Linked DNA regions of Macaca mulatta: region 2 is linked to region 1. The links are chromatin contacts, called in public Hi-C maps. All regions are on one chromosome and are shown on one strand. Each heading gives the region's core, a stretch centred on a gene start, on an enhancer-like site or on the middle of the called end of the contact. The rest is flanking DNA. Distances are from core to core; before and after follow the strand shown. Region 1 holds the start of COMTD1 (catechol-O-methyltransferase domain containing 1). Region 2 holds the start of SAMD8 (sterile alpha motif domain containing 8).

Evidence for each region. Hi-C and Micro-C count contacts between places; a contact is called where the count stands out from the background.
Region 2: a Hi-C map of blood shows a contact between it and region 1, with 5 times the contacts expected there. The contact joins the promoter of SAMD8 here to the promoter of COMTD1 in region 1. A contact is called at or near these places in 5 of 14 Hi-C or Micro-C datasets (CD4 T cells, blood, fetal cortex germinal zone and 2 more).

Annotation. Positions count from the first base shown.
Region 1 is chr9:74,367,527-74,374,910 of T2T-MMU8v2.0, forward strand. COMTD1 (catechol-O-methyltransferase domain containing 1) reads left to right here and starts at 3,763. Exons shown (of 7, transcript NM_001261688.1): 1 at 3,763-3,930; 2 at 4,046-4,173; 3 at 4,415-4,520; 4 at 4,609-4,727; 5 at 4,795-4,849; 6 at 5,035-5,168; 7 at 5,492-5,738. The coding sequence starts at 3,837. The coding sequence ends at 5,644.
Region 2 is chr9:74,496,828-74,504,211 of T2T-MMU8v2.0, forward strand. SAMD8 (sterile alpha motif domain containing 8) reads right to left here and starts at 4,057. Exons shown (of 6, transcript XM_077946531.1): 1 at 3,912-4,057. It overlaps DUSP13A (dual specificity phosphatase 13A), which reads left to right and starts at 4,166. Exons shown (of 3, transcript NM_001418213.1): 1 at 4,166-4,314; 2 at 5,114-5,331. The coding sequence starts at 4,166. LOC144331132 (a long non-coding RNA gene) reads left to right here and starts at 1,752. Exons shown (of 2, transcript XR_013398069.1): 1 at 1,752-1,978; 2 at 2,195-2,508.

The DNA of each region.
Region 1 (7,384 bases), core at 2,513-5,012:
ATACAAAAAATTAGCCGGGCATAGTGGCAGGCGCTATAGTCCCAACTACTCAGACTGAGGCTGAGGCAGGATAATGGTGTGAACCTGGCAGGCAAGGCAGAGGTTGCAGTGAGCCGAGATCGCGCCACTGCACTCCAGCCTGGGCGACTGAACAAGACTACGACTCAAAAAAATAAATTAAAAAAAAAAGATGTGTTCAGTTTGGCCAACAGTGTTTAAACACACACACACACACACACACACCCCCACACACACACACCCCGATGTTTAAAATGTGAAGTTTCACACTGAAAGCCATATTGCCAAACTCTGTTGGGGAATTGGAAGCTCTGGCCATACTGGGCCCATCTTCCCACTTGGCATCCAAGGCTAAAGCCAAGTGGCCACCATGTCCCCTGGTGAAGGGTGAGCTCTGGAGTGCTCCAGTCCCCACCACCCCCTATTATCTCCCCCTACTTACTTCACCTCCCTGGACCCAAAAGACATCTGAACTCCAATCCCTTAGGATTGATTCTATGACCTTACCCTTCTGCCTCCTGCCCTGCTCAGTCTCAGGAGATCCCAGGCGACAGCAGCCAGCCTGTGTGATGCTAGCAGGGCTATGAGAAATAGGAGTGGGGCCACTAGGATGGAAACTCAAGGGTCTCTTCCAGACCTGTTTGTGTGGACAGCTGTTCCCAGTGACCCCGTTCAGCTAAGACTGTCAGGCTATCTGCATCTGTCTGCGTCAGTCCACTCAGCCTGAACTGGCTCCCTCTGTGCCTGGTGGGGGCCTAAGTGCAGGTGCTGATGCCCATTTTCTCTGCCCTGATGAGGCTTCAGGTTCCTTGGTGCTTAATGGGGCAATGGCATTTGGCCAGAAGGCACCTGAGACAGGTGAAAATGACCTCCCCTGCCCATTCCCTCCCCTGGGGGCTGCTGCCCACATCCACATGGCCTTTTAGGGAGGCTCAGCCCCCCACCCCACCCACTACCAGGCCCACTGCCAGGAGAAGAATCAAAACCCACTCTGTCTTCATCCCCCAGGCTTCTAGGAAAAAGCCCTAGAACAGATTCGGAGGCAACACTGCTCACTTCATGGTGAGCTGAGATGCTGGTGCCGCAATGCAAGAGACAAGAAATGAGTAGCAAAAAGGGGAGGGAGGTGGAAAAATTAAATTTTGCATGATCAGCAAGGTTTCAAACAATCGCTCGCCAACTGAAGTGGGTGCCACGTCTATAAGTCATTCTGTTTTATAGACCATTAGGATCTCCAGAGAGAACCTGCATGGAGACCACTGCTTTTTGTTGAAATTAAAATGTCAGAGAAAAAGAAATAGAACAAAACAGGGAATCTGCAATTAATTACCAGGCCATAAAAATTCAATAATCAGGAAGCAGAGCGGCGGCAGGCCCAGAGGTATCACAGCCAGTGTAACAAGAATGGAATACATTAATCTTTTCAAATTAGTTTTTTAATCTGACGGGGATATATGGTGACATGCCTCCCCTCCCCACCCGCTCCCCCTCAACCTCCACGGCTCCGGCCTAAAGCCAGGCTGTGGGAGGGAGTTACAGTGTGAGCTGGGGGCCTGCTGCAACCTGGACCCCTGGGCTGAAGGGAGAGGGCCTTCCCCGGCCCCACCTGAGCGCAGGGCTCTCGTCCCAGCAGTGGAGCCAGGAAGGCCTGTTCCCCCTGGGTCCCAGGGTACAGGGGAGCGGTAGGCGCATTTCCTCTATTGGCTGGGGGTTGGGCGGTGGTCTCTGAGCTTTCCTGCTTGGAAAATGGGAACAAGATCACAGCCGTCCCCGGATCCTGGAAGTATTGTGTCTGGTGCCCCGCAGGTCCTCAATAAAGGGGTCCTGCTGTTACTATTTTTACTCCTGGCAGCAAGGAGCGCCGGGCAGCGCCAGGACTCTATTCAAGAGCATTTATTTAGCGCCTGCCATGTGCTCAGTCCTGGGAAGGAGAGACCAGCATCCTCAGTCCTTACCCTACAGAAAGAGGCTCACAGTCAAGTTAGAGGCCAAGCAAGATGTAGAGGGTAAAAGAGTAAAGGGCAAGAAGCTTGTCCTCGAGCAGGGCTGCTGGCCCGGTGGCAAGTCCCAGGAGGGCTAAAAGGGCATCTGGGCACGGAGACGGCAGGCTCTGCCCCCACACAGCCGTGTGCTCCTGGGGCTGCCGGCTGATTGGTCTAAGAACCAGCCCCACCCCGTCTCTGATTAGAGGCCGTGCCCTCCAGCCCGGAGCCTCCCCCCAGAGCTTCGCCGCCTCCTTCCTTGCCTCCACTAGGCCCAAGGTTCCTGCAGCTCAGATGACTCCAAGTTTCTGGACTTTGTCCTCAGCCAAGCCACTCTCCCATTAACCCCTCAACAAGCCGACCTCTGGGCCTTGCTCAGGCTTAGCCCCTGCCTGGGATACCCCCCAGTGGATTTCAATGACTAGTCAGCGTTGTTAAAATGGACTCTTGGCCGGGTGCGGTGGCTCACACCTGTAATCCTAGCAATTAAAAAAAAATTTTTTTTTAATTTAGCCAGGCACAGTGGTGACTGCCTGTGGTCCCAGCTACTTGGGAGGGTGAGGCAAGATGATTGCTGAGCCCAGGAGCTCCATGCTGCAGTAAGCGGTAATCTTGCCACTGCACTTCAGCCATGCCAGAGACCTTGCCAAAAAAAGAAAAAGAACAAGGCCAGGCACCATGGCTCAGGCCTGTAATCCCAGCACTTTGGAAGGCCGAGGCAAACAGATCACTTGAGGCCAGGAGTTCGAGACCAGCCTGGCTAACATAGCAAAACCCGTCTCTACAAAAAAATACAAAAATTGGCAGCGTGTGGGGGTGCGTGCCTGTAGTCCCAGCTACTCCAGAGGCTGAGGCAGGAGAATCGCTTGAATTGGGAGGTGGAGGTTGCAGTGAGACTTGATTGTGCCACTGCACTCCAGCCTGGGTGACAGAGCGAGACCCGGACAAAAAAAAAAAGACTGTCTTTCACCTCCTCCGGAGTTTGGCGCATGGTAGGGGTTCAATCAGTGCTCTCCGGACTGTTTCAGCAGAACAACCTTGCAAGGGAGCTTCACTGGCTTTCTCCTCAAGATGTCTTCCAACCTACAAACATAACAGCGGCTGCCACTTACCTATTGTGCTACTGTGTGCGAAGCTGTGGGATCTGGTGCCTTTTATGGTAAGATTGTGGGCCTCATTTTACAAGAAGGAAACTGAGGCTCAGAGAGACTGGCAGGCCCAAGATCAGACGCTCATATCTATCTGGCCCCCAAAGGCAGGATTTTAACAGCTAAGAATATGGTCCCAGTTCCACAGGCCCACCCCAGGGCTCCTGAACCCCAACTCGAGGCTGCGTGCCCTCAAACCAGGTCCTTCACTCCTTCAGCCTGATGCTTTGGGGCATCTTGCCCGGGAGGCCTTCGGGAGACCTTCCCCCTTTAATCTGTATCTTTTGTACTTGTGACTATCTTGTAATTTACACTGGCGCCCTCCATACACAATCCACATATGCCCCAAGGGGCCTCAGAATAAATAGTGGCGAGGAGAAAAAGCATTGGCAGGAGGAGCAATGGACGCAGGCCCCTGGACTGCGGGCAAAGGCGGGAAAATTCAGATCCAGCGCTTGCCTGCTGCCCGCAGGGGCGCAGTTCCCGGCGCGGCCACCAGATCGCGCCCGGCTCTATCGGGCAGGGCTTGCAGTAAGGCTGTGTGGCCGCCAGATGATGCCCGAGACCACTGCTCCGCGGGCAGTGCCCAGACAAGGTGGAGCCCGGCGGGCCCGCGAATCCGAGACGTGTCCCAGGAGCTCCAGCGCACGTGACCTGCCATTGCCTCCCGCCGCCTCCTGCCCGCGCCATGACCCAGCCGGTGCCCCGGCTCTCCGTGCCCGCCGCGCTGGCCCTGGGCTCAGCCGCGCTGGGCGCGGCCTTCGCCACTGGCCTCTTCCTGGGTGAGCAGGACCCTGTCCCGGAGGGCGGGCGCAAAGGAGGGCGCGGCGTGGCTCAGGTTAACTACCCTGTGGCCGCAGAGCCCTGTACCCTGATCCAATATCTTCTCCCTGGCAGGAAGGCGGTGCCCCCCATGGCGAGGCCGGCGAGAGCAGTGCCTGCTTCCCCCCGAGGACAGCCCGCTGTGGCAGTATCTTCTGAGCCGCTCCATGCGGGAGCACCCGGCGCTGCGAAGCCTGAGGCTGGTCAGCAGGGCGCGGGACGGGAACGGGCGTCCCTCTCGGGCCCTGCGGGTCCCACGTGGCTGTGTGACCTTGGGCTGGGCCGTGGCCCTCTCTGGGCTTCCGGCTTCCCCGGGCCGGGTGCGGTGGGCGTTCCCGGAGGGTCTGTCCCCCAGGCCACGCCCAGAACCGCGCTCCTGGGAGTTTGGGACCCCAGGGCGAAGGTGGGTAACCGGCATGGCTGGTGACACCTTCTTTCACGCAGCTGACCCTGGAGCAGCCGCAGGGGGATTCCATGATGACCTGCGAGCAGGCCCAGCTCTTGGCCAACCTGGCGCGGCTCATCCAGGCCAAGAAGGCGCTGGATCTGGGTAGGGGCACGCAGCCGGGATCCCGGAGGGCCGAGGTTTCTGGGCCAACCCCCACTCTGCTCTGAGCCCGTCTGTGTTCTGGTCCCAGGCACCTTCACGGGCTACTCTGCCCTGGCCCTGGCCCTGGCGCTGCCCGCAGACGGGCGCGTGGTGACCTGCGAGGTGGAAGCGCAGCCCCCGGAGCTGGGACGGCCCCTGTGGAGGCAGGTGAGCGCCCGCGCGTAGCCCCGCAGCCCCAGGCGAGGGCGCAACGGCTGACCCGCTTCCTCCGTAGGCCGAGGCGGAGCACAAGATCGACCTCCGGCTGAAGCCCGCCCTGCAGACCCTGGGTGAGCACCGAAGCGGGAAGGGTTTTGTGGCCATTGCAAACGAGGTCGCTGTGTGGCCGAGCTGTGACTAGGCCTGCGGGTTAAGGGCACGGCCGGCTATCACAGCGCCCGGGCCGGCCTGGGAGGGGCCTTAGGGACGCCGGGGCCGCGGACTCAGCCGCACCTGCCCTCCCTCCCGCTGCAAGACGAACTGCTGGCGGCGGGCGAGGCCGGCACCTTCGACGTGGCCGTGGTGGATGCGGACAAGGAGAACTGCGCTGCCTACTACGAGCGCTGCCTGCAGCTGCTGCGACCCGGAGGCATCCTCGCCGTCCTCAGAGTAAGGGATCCACTGCGGGGGAGGAGAAAGCACCCTCTCGGGGCGGGTCCCCATCTTTTTCCTTGACTCCTCTTATACCCCAAAGCCCCACCCAGTCCAGTCACATAGGCTCCACCCCCTGCGGGGCTCCGGCCCCAGTAGGTACCCAGGCTTTCCTCCGCTTTGGTTCTCTGTCTCCGGCTCTGGTCACCTCCCGCCCGGGGACCTCCCTCCGAGGCCCCGCCTCCTGCCTGGGCACCTCCCTCCGAGGCCCCGCCTTCCGCCCGAGCACCTCCCTCCGAAGCCCCGCCTCCCACGGCCCGGTTGGCCCCGCCCTCCCGCAGGTCCTGTGGCGCGGGAAGGTGCTGCAACCTCCGAAAGGGGACGTGGCGGCCGAGTGTGTGCGAAACCTAAACGAACGCATCCGGCGGGACGTCAGGGTCTACATCAGCCTCCTGCCCCTGGGCGATGGCCTCACCTTGGCCTTCAAGATCTAGGGCTGGCCCCTAGTGAGCGAGGGAGGGTTGCCTGGGAACCCCAGGAATTGACCCTGAGTTTTAAATTCGAAAATAAAGTGGGGCTGGGACACACGACCTCCTGAGCCTCCGTGTGTGGCGCTGGATGGGGAAGGGAGGGAAGGCCCAGCACAGATAGCTCCTTCAGTGAAAGGGGCCTTGAGGTTTGTCCCCTCCCTGGCGCCAGGTCTGTGGCCCTACTGCAGGAACCTCCAGCTGGCAGGAGACAGGTTATGAAGTTTTAATTGGCCTGGCCACATGTAATGGCCAGAGACCCCAGCTCCTCAGGCTTGTCTCCCTCCTACATCTCTCCCTCAGGGCAGGCGAAGCTCTGGTTCCGTGAAGCTGGGGACTGGTGGAGGGCCACTATGGTGTCTGACAACAGGAAAGAGGATTGCAGGTGTCCACGGGTGTCACTTGTGTGCTTTTGTAGGTGATGCCAGTTCTGCTGGCGGCTTGCTCATATCTTCACAGCACAGTCAGCTCCCCAGCCTCACCTCTCCAGTGGAGGCCCTGGTAGGGGAACATCACCTCTGAGAGCCAGGTCAGTTGGCCTGGACCTGAGGCCCTCGGGGTTGACTTGAGTATCCCGCCGTCTCCTTGAAATTCTGAAGGAAAGTGAGGGGGATCATTGGCCAGGGAGGTGTGAGGCAAAGAAGCCTATAGGTACAGCAGTTGTTACCACACTCCCTAGAGGATGAAGAGAACTTCAGGCTTTCCTGAACCATCTGCCTATGAGGTGAGGTGGAGAAGGAACCAGGCCTTATGGAGCACTTTTGACCCAGGTGCTCTGCTCCTCATTTAAATCTCCCCAACCTCATAGATCTTATCTCCACTGACAGATGAAGGTCAAATTCTTTCCACTGACACTGCCTCAGGCATAAGTGGCATTAGCCTGGAATTCAAGCAGCCTTGTCACTACCTGGTAAGCCACGGTGATGGGAAGTGTCCCTGGAGACTGCTGGAAGCAGGGCTAAAGAGCTACATGAGGCTGGGTGCAGTGGCTCATGCCTGTAATCCTAGCACTTTGGGAGGTTGAAGCAGGTGGATCATTTGAGGTCACGAGTTCGAGACCAGCCTGGTCAACATGGTGAAACCTGGTCTCTACTAAAAATACAGAAATTAGACAGGTGTGGTAGTACACACCTGTAATCCCAGCTACTGGGGAGGCTGAGGCAGAATTGCTTGAACCCAGGAGGCGGACGTTGCAGTGAGCCCAGACTGCACCACTGCACTCCAGCCTGAGCAACAGAGCGAGACTCGTCTAAAAAGAAAAAAGAAAAAAAAAAGCCACATGACCTCACAGCTCCTGGGACACACTTTGCATTTTGGACACTACACAGGACCATGGCTGGAAACCTACACTTTTCTAACTCATGAAAGCATATTAGGATGCACATGAGTGGATAGGTTCAATTTACTCTAAGCAGATCCTTGACAGCCAGCTAACTCACTTGTGCCACACCTCAGTCTAAATTACTGTAGCCACTGCCCAATAAAGGGCCACCTGTTAGCTAAGGGGCAGCAGTCCCCATGACTAGGATTTTTCCCTTTAGAGGACCACCAGCAGTGATTAGTTACCTGTGGGTCTACTTTACACTGTAAGAGTTGCTTTCAGGCCTAGCCTGCATGGACATCTTTTCATGTTTCTCCTCTTACCTGACTCAGGCTGACTCAAATTCTAACCTTCTGTCCCTTAAGTCATGTCTGTCTGGAGAGGGC
Region 2 (7,384 bases), core at 2,807-5,306, 130 kb after region 1:
TGAGATGTGGCTAAAGTCAAAGACTTCATAGAGCCATGTTATGACTTAACAATCACAAAAGGAAGTGAATTTATGTCTACTAAAGTGAATATAAATATTGCAATCATTCTTTTTCTGGCATAATTATGTTTTGGAACTATGTCTTCTATAAAAAGTATCTGTGTACCCACCTGTCCCAGTTGTGTTGAATGCCAACTACAAGCATCCTCTGTCCTTATTTTCCTAAATCACTCTACTAAAAATATTATTCACACAATATCTGCAAAATAGTATTTCAATATTGGTTTTGCAAATCAGTCAAAGGTATCTCTCCAATTTTCAAGAGCTAACTCCAATCCTGGGGTTGTCAGTGAGAGGAAGATTTGGTATTGGCCTAGACTGTGGCAACTTCACTGTGTCCCCTTAACCCAGAAACTTGCACTGACCAAATTTTTACTGTGTGGCAAATACATGTGTCAACTTAAAACTTTGGAAGTGGAACCAGTACATGTTGAGTATCTGTAAAATCCGAGCGTCCAAATTCTTGTTTCATGTTTAACTTTTAAAATCCGAGTGTCCAAATTCTTGTTTCAAGTTTAATTTTTAAAATCTGAGTATCCAAAGTCTTGTTTCAAGTTTTTAAAACTTAAAGGTAATGTAGTAAATCTTTTTTAGGATCTTAACACGTCTGGTATTTAAACTTATTTACGAAAGAAAAATACGATGAAAAAAAGGAGGACATCATTACTGTCAACAAATCCAAATGATATCATGTTCAGAATCACGTCTTTCACTACCTTCTTCAAACATCACTTCCTCTCCACTACTTCCCCCAGTCCTTTAGGCAAATCAGTGATTCACACCGCCCCTTCCACCCAAGATTCTTAAAAGGATCCACTGTGCACGAACGAGAAAGTCCCACAATCCAAGTACATTGCCCTAGTGATCTTTGATGTTTTAAAAGGCACCTGTAAAAATGCCAAAACCCAAAATTAGATCCCCAAGGGCTCCTTTTCTTTCTTGACCACACTTCTCTTTTTCAATGCCTCCCTCACCCCTAGAGGCCAGACAATTTCCCATCCAATAGCCCTCCTCCTTCTAATCAAACCTAAATCCTGCCCTCCATTACCACCAGCCCCACCCGGGTAAGAGGCTCCAGTCCCTGCCCCGATCGCCCTCCCTCGTCCTGGGAAGGGAACACCGGCCCAGGTCTTGCTCCTCTGACTCTTCACCCCCGCTGCCAAACCCAGAGCATCTCTTCCTCCGGGTCCACATTCCCGCAGGACCCCTTCGATCTTCTTCCCCCACTGCGCAGCTTTCAAAAGCCCCCAAGCTCTGGGCTCTTCAAGCCTCCCCCTCCCGCCCCCTCCCTCTCGTTCCTCGGCCTCCACTTACCCCTCAGCCTCAGGCCCTCGGTTCGACAACCTCCATTTCCTTCAGATTCCATTCCAGAGCTGACTCTCCCGGCTCCCTCAACCGTCTCCCCGGGGCCCCTCCGGGTCGCGGTCCCTCGGCAACCCCCGGCTCCATCCCAGACTCCCTACTCACCCTTGGCAGCAGGCGCCCCCCAAGCTACCCTCTCCTCAGCCTCAGCTCCCGCTCACCTCCGCGGTCCGAGTCGGGCTCCCCGGACCCACCTCCGAGTCGGCGTCCGAGCCGCCGTCGGAGTCCGGGGCCCTGCCCGCCTCGCCGGAGTGCAGCGCCTCAAGCGGCGGGGGCGGAGCCCGGGGCGGGGAGCCGGAGTGGAGGCGGGGGCGGTGGCGGCTGCGCGCAGGCATCGTCCCGGCCGCCGTCACCGCCGCGCCGGCAGCTGCTCACAGCCGAACCGGAACTGCTTCGGGAGGCGAGGCCCTACCGGCCGGGAACGGGGTTCTACCGGCAGGGGGCGGGGCCCACACTGGAAAAGACGCGAGGCTCCAGATGGGCCCGACTGGAGAACCGAGAAGCTGCCGCGGGGGAGCCAGAGGGCGCATGCGTCATGCCGAGGGCCAAAGCGAGAGTAGGAAGCGGGGCTAGCGGAGCGGGGGCGGGGCCTGTGGAATCAGTAAAAGGGGTTAGGGCCTAGAAGGAGGTAATCCTAATTCCTCTGGAGAGAGCCCCCTCTTCTCCAATAGCCAGCCACCAACGATAATTGTTATAATTTATTGCCCACTTCCTCTTTGACAGCGTCTATGCCAAATGCCATATAAACATCTCATTTAATCCTTGTGCTAAGGCCAGGCGCAGAAGCTCACGCCTGTAATCCCAGCACTTTGGGAGGCTGAGGCGGGTGGATCACCTGAAGTCAGAAGTTCGAGACCAGCCTGGCCAGCATGGTGAAACTTCATCTCTACTAAAAATACAAAAATTAGCCGGGCGTGGTGGCGCATACCTGTAGTCCCAGCTACTCGGGAGGCTGAGGCAGGAGAATCGCTTGAACCCGGGAGGTGGAGGTTGCAATGAGCCGAGATCACGCCGTTGCACTCCAGCCTGGGCGACAAGTGTGAAACTCCATTTCAAAAAAAATAAAAATAAAAATCCTTGTGCTAACTCTGCAAGGGGGATCGTATAGCACAGAAAGGTAAAGAAACACATTGCCTGACATATTGCAAACTGATATTCCAACCCAAATCTCTCTAACATCTGATCCTATATTTTCCTCCACCATGCTGCGCCACCCTGAGGGAAGGTCTCCTCCCAAGCCAGGTCTAGCATAGGCATAAACCAAGTCCAGACCCAACTGTAACCTGGACACGAACCCCTCCTTGGCCTTGCCTCCCCACACAGTGCCGGGCTGACTTCAGTGGTTCTGAATGGGATGGACATGAATGTAGACTGCTTCCATGGGATGCCCTGGTGTGGCCTTTCCCTTCAAACTGGTCTTAAGGCCAAGGACAGCTGGGAACCTCCCCACTGCAGCCCATACCCTTCCCAGCTCCATCAGGGCTGCTGAGAAGTCACATGACAGAGGGCGAGACATCTCATCTCTTGCTGATAGCCAGCTCTGGCAGAAGGACAGGTTGACCTTTCTCAGTTTCTATTTTGGGACCCAAAGCCCTTATAGACAGGGGAATCTCCCTCCCACCCTCAAAATGTTTCTGATGACAGTTGGCCCCTTTGGCTCTCAAAGTCTAGGGCAACACTCACCTCCCTTCTCCCCGTTTGACATACAAGGCCCTCTTCAGCCTTCTCTTCTGAGAAGTCAGCTACGTTCATTACAGGACCATTGTTCAAACCTTCCCCCACTGGCCCGGCATGGTGGCTCACACCTGTAATCCCAGTACTTTGGGAGGCCGAGGCAGGCTGATCACTTGAGGTAGGAGTTCAAGACCAGTCAGACCAACACGGCTGACAAACCCCGTCTCTACTAAAAACACAAAAATTAGTGTGGCATGGTGGTACACGCCTGTAATCCCAGCTACTCAGGAGGCTAAAGCAGGAGAATCACTTGAACCCGGGAGGTGGTGGTGGCAGTGAGCCAAGATGTCACTGTACTCCAGCCTGGGTGACAGAGTGAGACCCTGTCTAAAAAAACAAACATACAAAAAACAAACACTTTCCCCCTTCCCCCATGAATCTTGTGGGCACGCTTTAAAAATGAAGCTCTCCATGTCTCTTATCCGTATTTCTCTGACTCTACAACTCAGAAAACTGTCCCTGACCTCCATAATTCAGAGACTCATCCAACAGACATCCAATCCAGCTCCTACCCAATTTGTGGCCCACCTAGACTACACTTCTTTCAGTTCTATCATTCATCCTTGGAACCAGCCACCTCCTCTGCACCCTGGATCTCTACTTTAACTCAGTCCTCATAACCTAATAGCCTTAGGCAGGGCTCTACATCTACTAATTCCACAGACGTTTCTAAGTACCTACTATGTATCAGACCCAGCACGTCTTTTGTTTCATTTAATCCTCAAATTCTCTGAGGTAGGTGTGATTATCCTTACTTTACAGATGAAGAAACTGAGGTTCAGGGAGGTAGCTGACTTGCAGAGGTCTCTCTGATTCCATGTTCTCACGGAGTTTGGGGGTGGGGGGAGGCTTAGGGAGGAAAAGGTCTTGTCTGCTCCAGAGGCCCCTTTGACTTGCTGAGTCACTTGCTCCTGTCCCACCTGTCCCTGTCAATCTCTGGGAAGGAGAAATGACACTGGAGAGGCAGAGAGGAGTGACCGCAGAGGCAGAGGGGTGGGCGGGCTGGCCCATGGCTGAGACCTTGCTCCCAGAGCTGGTGGGAGAGGACAAAGCCACGCCTTGCCCCAGCATCCTGGAGCTGGAGGAGCTCCTGAGGGCGGGGAAGTCTTCTTGCAGCCGCGTGGATGAAGTTTGGCCCAACCTTTTCATAGGAGATGCGTGAGTGATAGCTGGCCAAGGGTCATGGGGGTGGGGACAAGGAGAGGCAGTTCTTGGTGGCTTTACCAGACACAGGAGGGTAGAAACAAGGAGAAATAGCTCTGCTCTGACCATCCCAGGCCAGGGACCTTCTCCAGGACCCCAGGCTGCCAAGGACAGTGCAGTGACCAGGTATGGCCACGAGGGGGAGCAGGGACTTCGCCTGCCTGAAAGCAGGGAGTCTCCCAGGAGTCCTGGGAAACATTTCCAGGACAACTGGCAAGTGTAGAGGTACAGGCCTGGGAAATAGTATTTGCAGCATGAGATGAGGTAGACAGAGAGCCCCCTATTTCTGGACCCAGCCTCCCTCCTCTGGATACAGATGGTGGAGAAGCCTGACTGAAGGTGAATCAGAGAAGGTGTTGCCTCTCAACATTTGTAGGCTAGAAGCAGGTATTAGGTGGTAGCCGGTAGAGGACGGATGTGCGTGGGAGGACATGAGGCAAGAAGGGAGGGGCAGCCAGGTTCTAGGGCTGAAGCAATCCCTTCCTTCCTGTCCTGGCCAAGGCAGGAGCAGAGGCCTTGAGGAAGCAGAGAGGGTCTAAAGATCCCCCAACACACGCATACCACCAGTTCTGCCACCAGAAAGTGTGGGGCTCTGGGTATGGGGCTGTGGAGTCAGACCCCACTTGGAGCTTGCTGGGGTTGGATTCTCTTTGGACCCTGATGGCTCGGTCCCTCTGCAGCAGGGGGCCAGGCAAAGCCTCCCTCCTGGTCCCATGGCTTGGCTGTTATCCAGTGCCCTTTCTGCCCTCCCCAGGGCCACAGCAAACAACCGCTTTGAGCTGTGGAAGCTGGGCATCACCCACGTGCTGAACGCCGCCCACGGGGGCCTCTACTGTCAGGGCGGCCCTGACTTCTACGGCAGCAGTGTGAGCTACCTGGGGGTGCCAGCCCACGACCTCCCTGATTTTGACATCAGTGCCTACTTCTCCTCCGCGGCTGACTTCATCCACCGTGCCCTCAACACGCCTGGGGGTAGGACTTGGGGTCCAAGCCCGTATCCCATCTTGCTCATTCCTGGGGAGGATGCCTCATTTCTTCTCAGTCATCAGTGCCCTCCCATCCCTGGTTTTTAAAAATCCTCTGCTTAGGCCGGACACAGTGGCTTATGCTTGTAATCCTAGCACTTTGGGAGGCCAAGGTGGGTGGATCATCTGAGGTCAGGAGTTCAAGACCAGCCTGGCCAACACGGTGAAACCTCATCTCTACTAAAAATACAAATATTAGCCGGGCATGGTGGCACACACCTATAATCTCAACTACTCGGGAGACTGAGGCAGGAGAATTGCTTGAACACGGGGCAGGGGGAGGTTGCAGTGAGCCGATATCATGCCACTTCACTCTAGCCTGGGCAAAAGGGTGAAATCCATCTGCCCTCCCACCCTGAAAAAAAGTTCTTTGCTTAGTGCTCCAGCATTTTATCAAACCCTATTCCTTCCCAGATGGGGAAACTGAGGCCTGGAATACAAGGCCATGCCATGAGTTAGGAGCAACCCTAAGGCTGAAAGCCATTTCTCCCAAACAGCAGAATAGCTCTTTCTCTGCAACACTCAGCTTTGGGAAAGCACCATTTGGTACCTAGATGTCTGCCCCAAAGTACTTCTTTTATTCCTTTTTTTTTTCTGAGACAGAGTCTCAGTGCTACCCAGGCTGGAGTGCAGTGGCACGATCTTGGCCCCTCCATCTCCTGGGTTCAACCTCTGCCTCCCGGCTTCAAGCAATTCTCGTGCCTCAGCCTCCCAAGTAGCTGGGACTACAGGCATCTGCCATCACACCCAGCTAATTTTTGTATTTTAGCAGAGACAGGGTTTCACCATGTTAGCGAGGCTGGTCTTGAACTCCTGACCTCAAGTGATCTGTCTGCCTCGGCCTCCCAAAGTGCTGGGATTACAGGCATGAGCCACCGCACCCGCCCCTCAAAGTACTTTTAACTAGAAAGAAATGTATCTCAAATACTCAGGATACAGCATAGGAGTCCAGGGAGGCTGGTGTCCTGGCTTTGTGGCCATCCTAGAAGACAGCTGTGTCCCTCACTATGTGACCCTGAGCAAGCCAGTGTCCCTCTCTGGACTTCAGTTTCCTCATCTATGTGACAAGAATGACAAGATTACAGCTCACATGACTTTTTAGTATCCAAAGCACTTTGACATTCTTTTGTTCTTTGTCCATTCATTCACCAGCTATTTACTGAGTATCCACTATGTGCCTGGCACTGAGCTAAATAAATACTGGGAATACAGACTTTAAGAAGCAGGGTCCTTGCCCTCTTGGAACTGGTGGAAAGACAGCCAAATTGTGAATAGTATAGTCAGAGCTACGCATAAGAGTGGGCCAGTGTGGAGGGCTCTGGGAGCACACAGCGGGGGTGCTGAGCCTAGAGGATCAGTAAGATGGGGGGACTTCCCTCTACAAAAGTATTCATGGGTCATATGCAAAAAAGATGAGCTGCTCTGTGATTCAAGCAATACTTTGAGCGGTCAAGAAAGCCTGTGGAGGAAGCCATGTCTCAGCCGAAACCTGGTGGATGAGTAGTAGAAGTTAGTCAGACTGAGACCAGGGGAAACAATTTGCAGGTATTTGGAATAGCATGTGGTTAAGGCTGGAGGTCAGAAAACATGGCAGCCTCAAGGAACTGCAAGTTCCTCCATTTTTCCTCGAGCTGAAGGTGGGGGAGGGACAGTCTAAGATGAGGCAACAGGGGCCAGCTCTTGAAGGGTCTTAACAAGCTATGTTAAAAAGGTTAGGAGGCCAGGAGAGGTGGCTCACACCTGTAATCCCAGCACTTTGGGAGGCCAAGGTGGGAGAATCACTTAAGTTCAGGTGTTCAAGACCAGCCTGGGCAACATAGTGAGACCTTGTCTCTACAAAAAAAAAAAAAAAAAAAAAAAGGCTGGGCGCAGTGGCTCAAGCCTGTAATCCCAGCACTTTGGGAGGCCAAGACGGGCGGATCACGAGATCAGGAGATCGAGACCATCCTGGCTAACGCGGTGAAACCCTGTGTCTACTAAAATATACAAAAAAATTAGCC